Linked DNA regions of Mus musculus: regions 2 and 3 are each linked to region 1. The links are chromatin contacts, called in public Hi-C and promoter capture Hi-C maps. All regions are on one chromosome and are shown on one strand. Each heading gives the region's core, a stretch centred on a gene start, on an enhancer-like site or on the middle of the called end of the contact. The rest is flanking DNA. Distances are from core to core; before and after follow the strand shown. Region 1 holds the start of Fbn1 (fibrillin 1). Region 2 holds the start of Cops2 (COP9 signalosome subunit 2). Region 3 holds the start of Secisbp2l (SECIS binding protein 2-like).

Region 1 (2,985 bases), core at 166-2,665:
CTCAGTCTCTGGATTCTTCCCTTTCAGCGATGCCTCCCAAATAGCTGATGCCCACACGGGAAAAGCACTTCTCCCTGCAACTGGAATTGGTAAGCAGCAGAAGCAGTGGGCTTCTCCCTTTCTCTGGGTTTCAGCTCCTCCCCTTCTTCCACAAGGAACCATTCTCGCCTCCCCAAATCTGCTTCAACAATGGCCCAGGATTCCCTCCAGCCAGGACTTCTCCTCTGGGCCAGGAACAAGGCGAGTTATCTGAACAAGAGTTGATGACCGAGTAACTTTGGCACTTCCAGGCTGTCTCCCGGGGATCTCACCCAGGGTCCTCTACGGGCCAGAACCTGCCCTGTCAGTTGCTGTGGATCTTAAAGTCCCAAGAAGGGCGAGGGGAGGCACACCGAAGCAGCTGGGAGCTTCCCTTACCCTTTCAGCGCATCGTGTCCTCCGCCGCCTCTTCTCTTGGCCCGATTGGCTCTGGTCTCCTTCAGGCTCCCAGCCTCCAAATTGGCGTCCGCCCCATGGCTCGTGTAGGACTCGAGGAGCAGGGCGAACGCCAGCGCGACCTCCAGCAGCCCTCCTCGCCGCATGGTGCCGCCGGCCGCCACTCGCTCCGCCGCCGCCGCCGCCGCCGCCGCCGCGCCTTCCAGCGGCCCGAGTCTCCGGGGTCCCGCTGTCTCACTGTCCGGCTGTCCTGATGCAGAGAGGTCCCCGGCCTGGGTCCTACAGCTTTCTTCTCCAGGGACTGCTCCCACTTCGGGTAGTCCCTGCCTGTCCTGCAACACAGACAAGTCCCCAAGGCGGGGAGGTGAGACACTCAGGGCTCCGGGATGCTGAAAGCTCGCAGTCCCCGGTGCCGAGCCCAGACCGCGCGCCGCCTGCGCGTGGCGCAGTTACTCGGAGGAACGAGGACCACTCGATCCCAACTAGCTGCAGAGCCAGAACCCGGCGACTGGCATCCGCGGACCCTGTGGCCTCGCGGCGCCAAGTACCGTGTCCCTAGGGAGCCCAGGCGTCCCGCGAGCGGACTGCCTACACGGTCTTAATGGCACTGATTGCGCGCGGTGACGGCTGACGCCCCAGCTCTCCAAAAAGGGTCCTCTCCGCCCACATACCGGGTCATGGCCAACCCCGCCAGTCCCCTGCATCCGACGTGGAGCAGGGCACTGCAGTCCCGGATCTTGCAGCTGTCAGGCAGAGAGGGCCAGCTGCAGATGCTCGAGACATCCCCTCACCCTGCCCGGCCTCCTGCCCTGGATGCCGCGCAAACGGCCCTCCAGCCACCCGCCTGCCGCCCGACCCTGGCGGGACCCCATGAGACCCACTGGACTAGCGGCTCGGACTCTCAGGCGGCGGTGGCTGCTCTGCTCCGCAGCTGTCCCAGCTGTGGCCGCCTGTGGCACCCACAGTCTCTGCCCCAACTCTGCGGCCCCCTCCTTTCCCACCTCTTCAAGTATCGTCCGCGCAGCGGTTTCTCGCGAGAGAAATACTTTTTTAAAAAAAAGAAAGAAAGAAAAAGAAAATGACACCCTCCCCACCTCCCCCCATCACCACCCCACCCCCGGCCCCATCTATCCTCCCTTTCCACTCCCCTCTGCCAGCCACCGCCCGGACCCGGGCCTCCCTCATTCGCAGGATCAGTGCCCTGGGAGGAGGCGGAGGTGATCCAGTCCTGCCTGGCCTGGGATATTCCGTCCCAGGGTGGGGAAGAGAGGGAATGGGAAGAGGTGGAGTAGCGGTTTAGACCGATCTGCCTGCGGCTGAGAGGTCCAGACCCGAGATTCCCGCGATCAGAAGCACGGAGAGCTGGGCCACCTGCGCGGAGAACGCATGCTGGACACCTTGGCCAACGAGGCCCAGGAGGCCCTGGCTGGAAAGGGGCTCTGTGGCAGTGGCCCTCGCTTCTCAGCCCAGTCTTCTGCTGTCTGGCTGGGAGGAGAAATTGTAGGCTCCGAGGCTCAGGCAGGGCTTGTGGTGAGGCCACCACCACTGAGCCAGCCAACAGGTTAGCGGCGGCGAAAGGGGCATGCCAGTGTCAGGAGCCCGCTGGAGGAGCAATTCTCCCGAGGCTCAGGTCAAGCTACTCACCTAGGCTAAATGAAGAGGCTGCGAAAGTCTCAGTCTGTGATGTGGGGGCCTGTGATTTGGGTTTCAGACAATCCTCCCGCCCAACTCTCAGTTAGGAATGGGGTTTCCTAAAATAACCCTATTTTCACATGTGTACACACTATACAGAGAGCACATACACACACATGCATGGGATTGGGGTGGGGTGGGGGTGTCTGAAATCCACATCGGGCTCGACCGCAGGGACCAGGGACTCCAGTCACCAACTGTCACTTTCCACACAGTTACCCTAAGAATGCACGCATCTTGTTGACCCGGATTTTTCTTGTTTTCAACATCTTGTGCCCGGATATGAGATTATAGAGATCGAGGCATGTTATCAACTCCATCTTCTTTTCAAAATGGACCACGCCTCATGATAATGGACTCACTGCACTGCTTCGATACCTGAATAGGAAGACTTAAACACTGATTTAAATTCATAATTATTTAAATATATTATCTAGTTTAATTGAGGTCTTACTTTCAAAAAAAAATCCTCTTAACAGATCCATGAACTGGAGATTCCGTCCTACATCTTCAGGTGAGAAAAGAGGTATTCATTCGAGGGCCAGGAGATGGCTCTGAGCAAATAAAGCACCAAGCCTGGTAACGTGCGTTCTAGCACCAGGAACTACCTGGCAGAAGGAAGGAAAGACTCCTGAATGTGTCCTCTGACCAACGTACTCGGCATACGCATGCGCACAAGTGAGCACATATACTCCAAATGTCGTCAAATAAAGAACCATTCATTGAAGAAGTAGCTATTGAACACTTGTGCCACCTGGCCCACGGATGAATCAGAATCACTTGCAAGTAAGCCAGGAGTTTCAGTCCCTTTGCACAGCAGGTGATCGACAGGGAAGGCAAGCTTGAAACAAATAGTAG
Region 2 (2,985 bases), core at 203-2,702, 350 kb after region 1:
TACTATGACTCTCCAGTCACAGCACTTCCTTCTGCAAAATATGTCTTTCTGTAAAATGAAAACCTTTTTTAAAAATTGCAAATGATTTACAGATTCATCTATACAAAGATGTTACACCATTACCTCAAAATAAAAATATTAATGCTTTGAGAATGTGACACTTAAAAGAAAAGAGGGCCTGGAGAGATGGCTCAGAGGTTGAGAGCACTGACTGCTCTTCCAGAGGTCCTGAGTTCAATTCCCAGCAACCACATGTGGCTCACAATCATCTGTAATGGGATCTGGTGCCCTCTTCTGGTGTGCCTGAAGACAGTGTACTCATATACATAAAATAAATAAACCTCAAAATTAAAAAAAGAAAAGAAAAGAAAAGAAAAAAGACGACCCAGACTTCTCCAAGCATGTACACCACAGCTTGCACTATCATCGGATTTTTCTAAAAACCGAACAATTGCTTCCCAATTAAGAAACAAAACTGACACTAATTTTGGGATCAAGATAATTTTCTTAGTTCTTACACAGGCATGCGTTTTGGACTATCAACATAAATCATGGGGTACAGTTTAAAACCTGTAAATCCATTCACAATTAAACCTTAAATGGAAAAGAAATCACCAATCAAACTAGGCAAGTTTGTTTACTTTTATGCCATTGATGATTCAAACACGGATGCTGGGAAATTTCTTAAATCAAGGAAAAAGATCATTGGTTCCAATTCCCTTAACCCCTACCTTTCCCCAGTCCAACCAAACAAAAAGCAAATCTTTCTTCGGAGCTTGTCATGTTTTAGAGGACGGGACGAGTCGTTTAACTACTCCTCCTACTCTTGCTCTGAGCCTTAACCTGGGACCCAAACTGACCCTGGGCGAGACTCTTAGGCTGTTTTGGGGGAGACTCCCGAGTTTCGCAGTCAGGTCTGGGAGCAGGATGGACCACCCCCCTCTTCCAGTTTTCACTCTTCCAGCATCTGGCACCGGCTCAGGTCCAGAGTGGAGAAGAGATGGGCCCCCTAGGGCCCAGACCTAAGCGCCGGGCCGTGGAGGCTCGGTGGCGGGCAGAGAGGCGCCGAGAACCGGCCGCGGCCAGTCACCCGCGCTATCCCTGGGCCCAGCGTCCAGGGCGGCCCCGCCGCCTCTCTCCCTCTCTTCCCAGGCCCCACAGGCCCGCGACGCCAGGCGAGGAGGGAAACCTGTCCCTGGGCAGGGCGGAACCGGGCCGACGAGCCCCGGGAGGGAGCTGCAGCCTCTCGGCCTTGGCACCACCGCCACATCCCACTTCCAGCCCCCGCCCGCTCCCTGCGCCTCACCAGGTCGTAGTCCTCCTCATCATCGCACATGAAATCATCCTCCATGTCAGACATCTTGGCCGGAGGGGGGAGGGGGAGAGGAGAAATTAGAGACAGCCTCCTCCCACAGTGCTCCGCGGCCCAGAAGCGTCACTCCCGAGTCTCCTCGTCTTCCGGTCTCTCCAGGAGAAGATAAAGCTCATTCCGGAACTAAAGCGCTCGACCCTGAGATGATTTACTACGGCTCCCAAAGGGAGGGCACAGCCGGCTCTTCCTGAGCGACAGTTTGTGTCTTAGCAACTAAGCGTAGCAACTACGAAATCGGGCGTTGCGGGTCCTATCTGAGGGGCTTCGAAAACCTTCTAGCTGTATCCAGCGTCCTAGGTGAGGGAACTGTCTCCTTCCTTGCCTGGGACTCTGGAACCGTCTGTTTCTAATGAAACATGCCCGACCTATCTGAAAGGTAGCGTGCCTCTACCATTGTTATCTATGTGTTTTCTTTCAACACCCTGTAGTGGTGTTTTTACAGTGGTGTATTTACAGCAACACAATTGTCTAGTAAAGTTATGTTTGTAGTTAACAAAAACAGTTCTGTGGATATCCCGGTTTGGATATGCACTAATCAATTGTTCAATTATTTAATGAATCACAAACGTGCATTAACTGCTTTTAGGATGAAATGAAAGTAACAGTTGGTGACAGATTTTTTAAAAATGCATTGTCGCAGAAAACCATTAGAGTTCAGAGTGAAGAAAAATGTGGAAATAAGGCAATCCCCCTTTTTGGAGAAACCTTCCAAATTCTGTACACAAATGCTATAAAGTTATAAAGTAGATATAGGTTAGAATTTAGGCCCAATTGTTATCTATACAGATGAATTAAACATGCCCAAATTACCAAAGGTAAAAACAAAAAAACAAAACCAAATCAAACAAAATTACCTGATTTTATCTTCATCATGCACAGCTGATGTTGAGCACAGTTCAGCATTAACATTCACACCTTCGGGTTGAATCCTTACAGACCCCGCTTGGCTGTGCTCCAGTGACTTCTGAAGTTGTACCTGATGTCATTACCAGCTTTTCTCTGAATCCACTGGAGAACAGGATACTTTTGGTTTTGTTTCTAAGCCAGAAATTGCTTGGTTCTAAAAATCTTGTCAGAAGACGTTAAGGTCAACGATTGTATTATTTTTATATTGAAAACACTGTGAACACAATTTATAGCTGTACATTCAGAATGTTAAAAAATAAGTCTTCAAACGATTTTGCATTGTATATCATTAACATTGATTTTTTTTTCTTTTTTTATGTTTTGAGCTGGGGGAAGAACTTAGCCTTGTGTGTGTTAGGTAAATGTTCTATTGCTGGGCTATCCCTCTAGCCTAACACCTAATTGTTACTTAGGAAAATATTAGAAGAAGGAATTTCAGATGGCTTAAAGAAGTAACCATTCAAGGAAACATCATTTTGGTCACAGTTTTCTAGCAATAATATCACCTTTCTTATAACCACACAGTTTTACTAATAGCCTTTTCTATCAACACTTTATCACAAGAAATTTTAAACTTAAATACATAATAAAGGATAGCATCATGGACACAAGTATACCAACTCTCAGCTTTAATGTTCTGTATTCCCTGGGTCAACTTAAAGATACATATAAAGCAACATATGTGCAGCTATGTGTATTTCCTAAAA
Region 3 (2,985 bases), core at 302-2,801, 280 kb after region 1:
AAACCCTTCGTTATCAAATCCTTCTGCATGGCTTTTTTTCCCTAGCTCTCAGATTTCCAAGAATTTAAGTACATGGTGGAGTTTGTGGAATGACAGAAGAGGATACTCTCTAGATAATCTGCTACACTTGCTCTTAGGGTAATCACATGAGGAGTGCCATGCTAAATGTTACCATCTAACCAGGTAATTACATTTCCTCTAAGATGAAAGGAGACATAAGTGAGTATACATATGCATTAGTGCTTCCAGAGTGCCCAGGACGGACAAAAACATCCCACCCTTTCATTAGAGACACACGCGCAAGGAAATTTCCTTTTCCTTCGTCAAGGCTGGAAATCTCAGGTTCCTTTTTCAGAATTACTCTCAAAAACAATGTTTTAATAAATTCACTACATACTGTAACATAATACTCCGGGCCACAGTGAAGTGTGTATTTTCCAAGTGGTCCCACATCAATTTTCTCTTGGTAATTGGTGTTCTTTAATAAAAATAAACTTCTAATCTCTGGAAGATTTGCTTTCCTTTTTAAATCTGTGTGGTAAGGTCCTGTGGAAAGTGCTGAGAGAGGAGAAATCTTTCATAAGAGGTCTAGGATAGAATGGACAATACGACAAGAATCAACAACAGAAACGGCGAAGTGTTCAAAATTAGAAAGCTGTGTTTTGGCTTGAAAAGTGTGCGATTCAAAACCAAAACTGTCGTTAACTATGTATAAACAGAAACTTGGGAGATGGTATCTCATTTACTCGAGTTAATTAACTATTCGCAAAACTAACAGGCAAGTCACCAGTGTTCTCCTTTCAACTATGTGACTAACTGACCAAGGTCCTGGTAGAGGGAAATTGACAGCGAACAAAAATCACACTCAGTCAAATTAAGTCGTTTCCAGGGAAGCTGTAAAATACTGGGGAGGAGGAGGAAGCATGACACTATTCTTCTAAGTTATTTTTCACCCTGCCATTAGCCCTTCCTCCCAACTCTTCCAGAAAGAATTCGATGCAATCAAAACACTAACAGACCACTAATGGAACTACTGTGCGAATACGAATATGGACTCAACTTGAACTCTTGCTCCATTTTAAAAGAATAATTATTTGCAAAGTAACTAGACAGGAAAACAAGGGTAAACCACGGTAGTCTCTTCATAAAAGAAATACACTCCAGACTGCTGCAAGGGCAACGCTGTCGCCGCTGAGCTCCGCCGGTCCACCTCCCCCGGCCTTTCAGCTTCGGCGGCCTGCCGGCCCGGAGGCCCGAGAGCAGCCCGGGCGCTTGCGTACCTGCTCGGCCGGCGCTCGGTCCATGGCGCCGGCGACAGGCGCCGGCTCTAGTCGGTGTGCGCAGCGCCGCGGGCCGCTTTCTCCATGGCCCCCCGCTCGGTCCCGCCGGGCTCGGTCCACTCCGCACAGCCGGCCGGACGCCGACTCGGCTACGCCACTGGCTGGGGAGGCGGCTCCAGCTCAAGGCGGGGGAGGCGGCGGCCGCCCCGGGGAGGGATCATCTGGGACGGAAGCCGAGCGGGACCGAAAGGGCGGAGGCGCAGTAGGAAATGGAGATACGCAGGGGCGGGGATGGCCGAGGAGCGACGGGGGCGGGGGGAGGGGGGTGGCTAGCGGGCAGCCAAGGCCAGGGGCACTGCCTGGTTGGGTTACTCCTCCCACTCCCACCTAGGCAGGTTGGGCTGCCTGGAACTCAGGACGCATGTGTTCACTTTGCCGGGACCTCAGAGACTGCTCAGAAGGCAAAACCTACTCAGGATATTGGAAGAGCTTGTAGCTGCTCACTAGTCCTGTGATCCTGTCAGTACTCTAAAAGAATGAAAAGAACGAACAATCTTGCCCTTTGAAAATTGCACAAATAAATTGCATACACAGAGTAGCAGCCATAGGTAAGAAGCCCTGTTAAAAAATCTCCACAAATAATGATTAATTAATGTTATTGTCCCGGTTCCAGACTCACATCTAGCCTCAACTCCAGGCTGATTTTGCCCATTTCGAACCCTATTTTTACCCAAAACCTGCATAACTACCCAAGAAGAGATTATCTTCTCCTCTGCTTTCCCCATATGGTTAAGAATTGTTCCTTTTAATCTCCAGGTCATCAGCTCCTTAAAGACTAGAGTTTGCCTTGAAACTAAACCCTACTGGTAGATTCCCTCTGGGGAGTTAGACAGCCTCCAACACACACAAGCTCTCCACAAGAGTTCTGGCTTGATAACGTCGGTCAGCTGAATTATATATACTTCAGTGAAGAAAGAGAGTAGAGTTGGCTGCTGTTAGGGTCACTGGCCAGGGGATCTATGTCTGGAAAAGGGAAAAGGATATCTAAGAAATCTGCTTCGTCATCACGCTTTGGGAGATGTTCATAAAGCCTTTTCAGTTAATCCAAGTCTGTAAGGAGAGAGTGGTCTGTAAAGATCCTGGCTATGTTAGTGTGGAAGCTGTATTTCTGCCAGCTTAAATGAATGCATTTTGTCTACAGGACATATGAAGGCTGGTCTGCAAACCACATGATGGAGAAACACTTATGCCTGTACATGAGAGTTTCGTGCATTTGGTTTTGTTTTTCCACTGTATGCACACTTTTATTTCAGTTGCACATGCATTTGTGTTGAAAATGTGTGAGCTGTGTAATGTCAGATTCCTTAGAGTCTATTACAAACCCTTGCTCAGGATTCAATGGCTGCAGAAGAAATTTAAGGCTGATCCACAAAGCAAAGCTATTTATACAGGGCAGTTACATAAGCCACAGCGGCTCACCCTCCTTTCTGACAGCAAGATGAGATGAGCTGTGCCCCTACCGGTGGTCTTTAGCTGCAAGACACCCAGCCTGAGTTAAAAAGTCATTAATGCAGTACGGTATTTGAGGTTTTCCCCTTCTTTGAAGGATCTGTAAGAGGAAATGTAAATACAGAGTCTCTAAATATCGTTCCATATTGTATGATTTTTTGCGACTGAAATTGTTCTTGATGAGAATATTCTAAGT

What was found. Hi-C and Micro-C count contacts between places; a contact is called where the count stands out from the background. Capture Hi-C pulls out chosen DNA fragments and counts their contacts.
Region 2: a contact with region 1 is called in a Hi-C map of muscle stem cells, with 4 times the contacts expected there. The contact joins the promoter of Cops2 here to the promoter of Fbn1 in region 1. A contact is called at or near these places in 1 of 39 promoter capture datasets (cranial neural crest) and 1 of 484 Hi-C or Micro-C datasets (muscle stem cells).
Region 3: a promoter capture Hi-C map of liver shows a contact between it and region 1. The contact joins the promoter of Secisbp2l here to the promoter of Fbn1 in region 1. A contact is called at or near these places in 1 of 484 Hi-C or Micro-C datasets (embryonic stem cells) and 1 of 9 other capture datasets (liver).

The regions. Positions count from the first base shown.
Region 1 is chr2:125,505,023-125,508,007 of GRCm38.p6, forward strand. It overlaps Fbn1 (fibrillin 1), which reads right to left and starts at 1,416. Exons shown (of 66, transcript NM_007993.2): 1 at 1,317-1,416; 2 at 418-767. The coding sequence starts at 581.
Region 2 is chr2:125,857,630-125,860,614 of GRCm38.p6, forward strand. It overlaps Cops2 (COP9 signalosome subunit 2), which reads right to left and starts at 1,453. Exons shown (of 13, transcript NM_009939.3): 1 at 1,307-1,453. The coding sequence starts at 1,360. It also overlaps a transcript of Galk2 not described here.
Region 3 is chr2:125,781,319-125,784,303 of GRCm38.p6, forward strand. It overlaps Secisbp2l (SECIS binding protein 2-like), which reads right to left and starts at 1,552. Exons shown (of 18, transcript NM_177608.3): 1 at 1,281-1,552. The coding sequence starts at 1,304.